2 separate regions of the Pan troglodytes genome follow, and region 1 is linked to region 2. A link is a contact called in public Hi-C data. All regions are on one chromosome and are shown on one strand. Each heading gives the region's core, a stretch centred on a gene start, on an enhancer-like site or on the middle of the called end of the contact. The rest is flanking DNA. Distances are from core to core; before and after follow the strand shown.

Evidence for each region. A called contact is a pair of places that touch in the nucleus more often than the background predicts.
Region 1: a Hi-C map of induced pluripotent stem cells shows a contact between it and region 2, with 2.9 times the contacts expected there. The contact joins two enhancer-like sites. A contact is called at or near these places in 2 of 7 Hi-C or Micro-C datasets (induced pluripotent stem cells and stem cell-derived neural progenitor cells).

The regions. Positions count from the first base shown.
Region 1 is chr1:19,531,059-19,533,848 of NHGRI_mPanTro3-v2.0_pri, forward strand. URB2 (URB2 ribosome biogenesis homolog) reads right to left here. Exons shown (of 10, transcript XM_001146910.7): 10 at 1,629-2,790. Among named protein-coding and RNA genes, the nearest start is that of URB2, 35 kb to the right of the region's middle. Within about 2 kb of position 1,358, at least 7 of the 24 cell types and tissues checked have an H3K27ac peak or open chromatin away from gene starts, as enhancers often do. A contact at or near this core is called in induced pluripotent stem cells, where this site is marked.
Region 2 is chr1:18,918,089-18,921,223 of NHGRI_mPanTro3-v2.0_pri, forward strand. The region is part of intron 14 of GALNT2 (polypeptide N-acetylgalactosaminyltransferase 2); the gene reads right to left. Among named protein-coding and RNA genes, the nearest start is that of PGBD5, 160 kb to the left of the region's middle. Within about 2 kb of position 1,678, at least 7 of the 24 cell types and tissues checked have an H3K27ac peak or open chromatin away from gene starts, as enhancers often do. A contact at or near this core is called in induced pluripotent stem cells, where this site is marked.

The sequences.
Region 1 (2,790 bases), core at 108-2,607, 610 kb after region 2:
GAGGCCAAGGAAGGGAGCACTGCTTGAGGCCAGGAGTCCCAGACCAGCCTGGGCAACATAGTGAGACTATCTCTACTAAAAACTTAAAAATTAGCTGGTTGTGGTGGTGTGCACCTGTAGTCCCAACTACTTGGGAAACTGAGACAAGAGGATCGCTTGAGCCCAGGAGTTGGAGGGTGCAGTGAGCTAGGATTGCACCACTGCACTCCAGCCTAGGCAATAGAGCGAGACCCTGTCTCCAAAGAAAAATGAAAAAGAGAAACCGAAAAAAAAAAAACTCCCCCAAATCCCTTCCAGTACACACCCCCTCTTTGCTGTCTTTTTTTCTGGAGACTTCACATCACTCCTTAACATTGGGCAGTTTCCACAGCTACTGTAGGAGGCTGAGTCCGGGAAGCTGCAGAAGACAGGCTGTGAAGGAGACCCACCCACTGTGGCCCACAAGCAGCGGTCAAGGGCAAGGTCAACGGGGCTGTGTGTTGTCTGTGCCATTGGGGGCCCCCTGATGTACTACTGTCCAGGACCGCCCAAGGCAACATCCCAGGCAAAGTCACCCTGCTGAGCCTTCTCTCGCCCAACTCCCCTTACGCCCACCCCTCCCTTCAGGTGTCCGCTCTCAGCCAAAACCAGGCTGCCACATGGATTCAGTGCAGGCATTAAGGATCAGCACCCCAGGCCCTTCCAGGGGCGCCTCTCACCACCCAGGCAGGTCTCAGTTCAAATATCACCTCTTTCTCCAGCCACTGAACTTGTCTGCTTTGCTGCCAACCCCGTGATCACCCCCTGGCCTATTTGTTTCCTGGCTCATTGTCAATGTCCTCTACTAGAAAGCTCCCTGAGGACCACGGCCATGTCTCCGTGCCTGGTACAGACAGGTGATTCATGCACATCTGTCAGGTGATGGGGGTCTGGAGCCACAGCAAGTCCAGTGGGGACAGTCTCTCTGAAGCCCAGCATTTTGCCGTTCCCCAAGCTGAGTCCCCAACTCTGCCATGTGGAGAGCTGGCTGGGCCAACTCTCTTTGCTTGTGAGGTCTATTCTAACAGGATAAAAATGAACAACAGAGCCTCCATATTTGCCAGCCAGAAACATGTTTCTTCTACCCTATGAATCAGCAAAATGGAGTTAAAACAAATTCTTTGCTGAGGAGCGTTTAGAGTTCAAATAGAAATGACTGTGAGGAACCTGTGACTGCTTCCCCAGAAATGGGAACACAGCAGAGAGCCCTTCAGAGCTGTGCAGGGAGGAGGTGGAGTCCCAGCCTTCTTTTCTGCCTTCCCTTCCTTCAAGGCTGACTACCTGGCAGCAGCTGCCAACTCCCTTCGAAAGGCCCTGCAGTGCCACCACCAGGACGCCTGATGAACTGCTCCACGTTCGTCAGCTCACCCAGCATTCCCAAGGCAGGGGGAAAGGATGGTCCCCTCACCTCTGGCCTTCAGAACTTTCAGCACAGGAAAAACTAGCCATGGCTCCATGAAGGCCTCGGAGACAGTGAGCTTCCAGTCTGGGCACTTGAACCAGAGGCAAACCTAAGACCGTGTTTTAGCTCCCGCTTGTTTACAGCTCGTGTCCTTGAAAGGTCGCCCGCTCCAATTGTGAACAAGAAATGGCGCCACCAGACTCTCTTCGGGCTCCTGCAGGGAGTTTACTACAGAAACAAAATTCTGTCAACACAAAGCATTAAGCGAAAGGATGCCAGACCAGCCGAAGACATTTCTGGTGGCCAGAGCTTCGAAAGGCCCTCTGCACACACAGTCTAGATGAGGAAGGGAAGGGAACAGATGACATGTGCAGTGCATAAGGCAGGACTGTCCCCCAGCCCCCACAAGATAGCACAGGAAATAAAATCAAATGTGGGGCATAAAACAAGGGCCATTTCTCTTAGGTATCAAAGACATTCATTTCATATTGTCTGCTCCAATCACATCTGCTTGAAAATATAGTGTTAGAAAAAAAAGCCTTTGCTTAAGGATGATCCTTCAAATAACTTTAAAAGTCTGCATTTTGAACTAATTAAAAAGGGAATTCCAACATGATTCCCACAAAGATAGTGAGTAATAGTAAATATCCCAATTGAGAAATGTGCTATTACAGAAGAAAGATAATTATATAAACATAATTTACATAAGAAATAAAAATGGTAAATGTGAAAAATGTATAATCTCTTAGTAATTAAACAAATTCAAAACAGAATAACATCTCTCTCCTATCAAGGAAGCACAAAGAAACAAAAATCAATAATATTAAAGTTGACTCACTAGCAGGAAAATAAATTAGTACATATTCTAGGGGGCAATTTGGCAATATTTATATAAATCCTTTAAAAATGATGTGGTTTTCTGACAAATAATACAACTCATGAGAATTCATCTTCTGAAAATAATTCAGCTGCAAGCACCATCTATAAAAGGGAATTTGGAAAGATAACTATGTCTAACCATGGGGTACTTATTAAATAAAACAACAATATCTACTCAATGGACTACTATGCAGCCAAAAAAAATATATGTTGAATGTTTTCACTGACCCAGAGTTACTTAAATATTACACAGGAAAAAAGGTAACTTTAAAAAAATGCATTTATGATCCAATTTAGCTACTATATATATTTATATGCACATCTATATACATACACATAGTAAAGGGACTACAACAAGATACTCCAAGGTGACAACAGAGGTTATCTGGGTAACTGAGACTATGAATGAGTTTTTTAAATTATCCTTTTATTTTTCTTTTCTGAGGTTGCTATAATAAAAATATATTGCTTAGGTAATAAGAAAAAACAAT
Region 2 (3,135 bases), core at 428-2,927:
AAATGAAATTAAACTTGTAATTCACACTAGTCATATTTCAAGTGCCCAGTTGCCACAATGTGGCTGATATACTGAATGGCAGATGTAGAGCATCCCCATCATAGCACATGGTTCTATTGGAAAGTACTGATTAGATAGTAGCCCACTGGCCCCAGACTGGCCCAGGCAGTAAGGTGCTCCCAAGCTGAGGGTGTAACATGCATCATGTCATCCTGCCATCTCACATCACATTGTATGTGCTGATGTGTTTATCTTTCCACTAGAAAACCCTTGCTCCTCAACTCCTATTTTTTAAAAATTTTTATTTATTTTTTCGAGACAGAATCTCACACTGTCACCCGGGCTGGAGTATAGTGGTGCGATCTCGGCTCACTGCAATCTCCACCTCCCGGGTTCAAGTGATTCTTCTGCCTCAGCTCCCCGAGTAGCTGGGATTACAGGTGCCCACTACCACGCCCAGCTAATCTTTTGTATTTTTAGTAGAGACGGGGTTTCACCATGTTGGCCAGGCTGGTCTCGAACTCCAGACCTCGTGATTCACCCACCTCGGTCTCCCAAAGTGCTGGGATTACAGGCGTGAGCCACCGTGCCCGACCCTAATTTATTTTACATTATTTTAGAAACATGGTCTCACTCTGTTGTTCAGGCTGGAGTGTAGTGGTGCAATCACAGCTCACTACAGCCTCGACCTCTTGGGCTTTAGCAATCCTCCCATCTCAGCCTCCTGAGTAGCTTGGACTACAGGCACAGGTCATCACAACTGGCTAATTTTTTTTTTTTTTTTTGTAAAGACGGAGCTTCCCTATGTTGTCGAGCCTGGTCTTGAACTCCTGGACTCAAGCAATCCTCCTGCCTTGGCTTCCTAAAGTGCTGAAATTACAGGTGTGTACCACTACACCAGGCCAAATCCTCATTTAGAATCACTTGTTAGCTCTTAGAGATCTGGTGGTGCCCTCTGACCCTAGACAAATTAGATCAGGCTCTCTGGGCATAGCACCTGGCATCAGCATTTTGTAAAAGTTCTCTGGGCAGGCTGGTTGTGGTGGCTCACGCTTGTAACCCCAGCACTTTGGGAGGCCGAGGCATGTGGATCACTTGAGGTCAGGAGTTCGAGACCAGCCTGGCCAACATAGTGGAATCCCGTCTCTACTAAACATACAAAAATTAGCTGGGTGTGGTGGCACGTGCCTGTAATCCCTGCTACTTGAGAGGCTGAGGCAGGAGAATGGCTTGAACCTGGGAGGCGGAGGTGGCAGTGAGCCGAGATTGCACCACTGCACTCCAGCCTGGGCAACACAGCCAAACTCAAAACAGTCTCAAAAAAAAAAAAAAAAAAAAAAAAAAAAAGTTCTCTGAGCAATCCCCGGATGTGGCCATTGGAGGGGGACAGAGAGTGAGCAGGGAGTCAGCACTTACTGCTGGAAAGGAAGGGAAAGCCCACATGTGAGAACAGTAATGGCTGCACAACAGCAAGAAGGAAAAGCAAAAGCAGAGCAGGAGACACGCCCTGCAGACCCGATCTTGTTCACTCCTTGGCACAGCCCTTTGCTGACCCCTGAAGTTGGTGCAGAGGCGAGGAACGGGCGCTCTGTGTCAAAGGTCTGTGCTGTGGCTGCCCTCAGCACTGTGCCCTCTGCTCAGTGCCCCCACTGTGCAGAGAGGAATCCTGGAGACTCTCTACTGGGCAGGACCGGGGGGCGAGGGCCACAGCCCTGAAGGTGGGACACAGGCTGTCCTCCTGAGGGCAGGTGAGGAGGGTCACAGGCAGCAGCCACACAGACAGTCTTTGGTTCCCGTAGACCTGCCACCTCCACAGGGCCCAGACTCTGTCTCGTGTTACTAGCTGTGCGGTAATTAAGGTGCAATGCTGGCGGGGGGTGAGCCAGTCACAGAGCCTGACGCACAGGGGATGAAGCTGGGGCCGGAGACTCTGATGACGAACTCTCTCGGCCGGGGCCTTGGGCACACGCTTCTGTTTAATGTGCTGTAGCGTAAGGTGTGTCGCTTTCCAGCAGAGGCGCTGACACAGAAAGGAGTGACCTCTCCAACCTTCCGTAAATCATCAGAACACTGCAGGGTGACAGTGGGAACTCCAGAGATTAAACACGGAGGTGAGGCTGGCCAGGGATCACAAGAGGCCCAACACCCAGACAGTACGGAACCTGGGTGGGCACCTCGTCCGTTTTGTCATCCACAGACCAGAGGTAAGCTTCACCCAACCCTACACGAATTATCCACATGTCTGCATTTGGTGAAATCTGCATTAATGCTGTGTGATCGACCAAGCCTTGCAGCACCATCTGTCCGGTTTAGATGAAACCCAGCTTGCTGAGAATGAGACCCAGCATTTCCCCCTCCCTCACGGAGCTCCACTTTTCTGAGGGCATTTCGGTGGATTTTCACTATGGTTCTAGATGGAAACACATAAAACATCTCTCCCCAAGCTCACTGCTTTCCAGATCTCAAGAACGAAGCCCAAACCATGGAAATAAGCACGCTGTTATCAGTGTAGAAGGAACACAGCCTGCGGAGACGCCTCCTCCAGTCACACCTGGACCACAACGGGACCCACAGCAGCACCGCACTGCACCCTCCATCACCTCTGAGTGAGTCCCCTGGGTCCCCCGCTTCCCAGCAGTGACTGAGAACACAGTTAACAGCAGGGTCTTGGATGGAGGAGCTACAAGGACACAGAAGCATAGACACGGTGGGGATGGCACCTTCCCCTCCGCCTCTGCCCACCCCACCAATACCAGCTGGCTCCTCCTCCTTTCACCCGCTTCGTCTTCCACTGTCTTTGTTCTTCCCTCCCCCTGTATGGGTTCCTTCCTCCAGGTGACTCCTGACACGGGTGGGGCCTGTGACGAGTACCCAGGGGGGCTGACCTGCTACAGTGTGAAATACCTAAAACTGGTCCATCAGGCTATAGCCGAAGGCTGGCTTGTGTGTGCACCCACACCTGAAGCCTGCTCCCTGGGGAGTGTCCTCACAGCCCAGAGGCTACACACAGACGCCAGGCCCTGGGAGCCTGGGAATGGCACGCAGTCCTGCCACGCAGCAGAGGGAAGCCCAGCGATTAAACATGGAGGTGAGGGCAGCCGGAATAACAGGAGGCGCAGCCACCTGGACAGCACA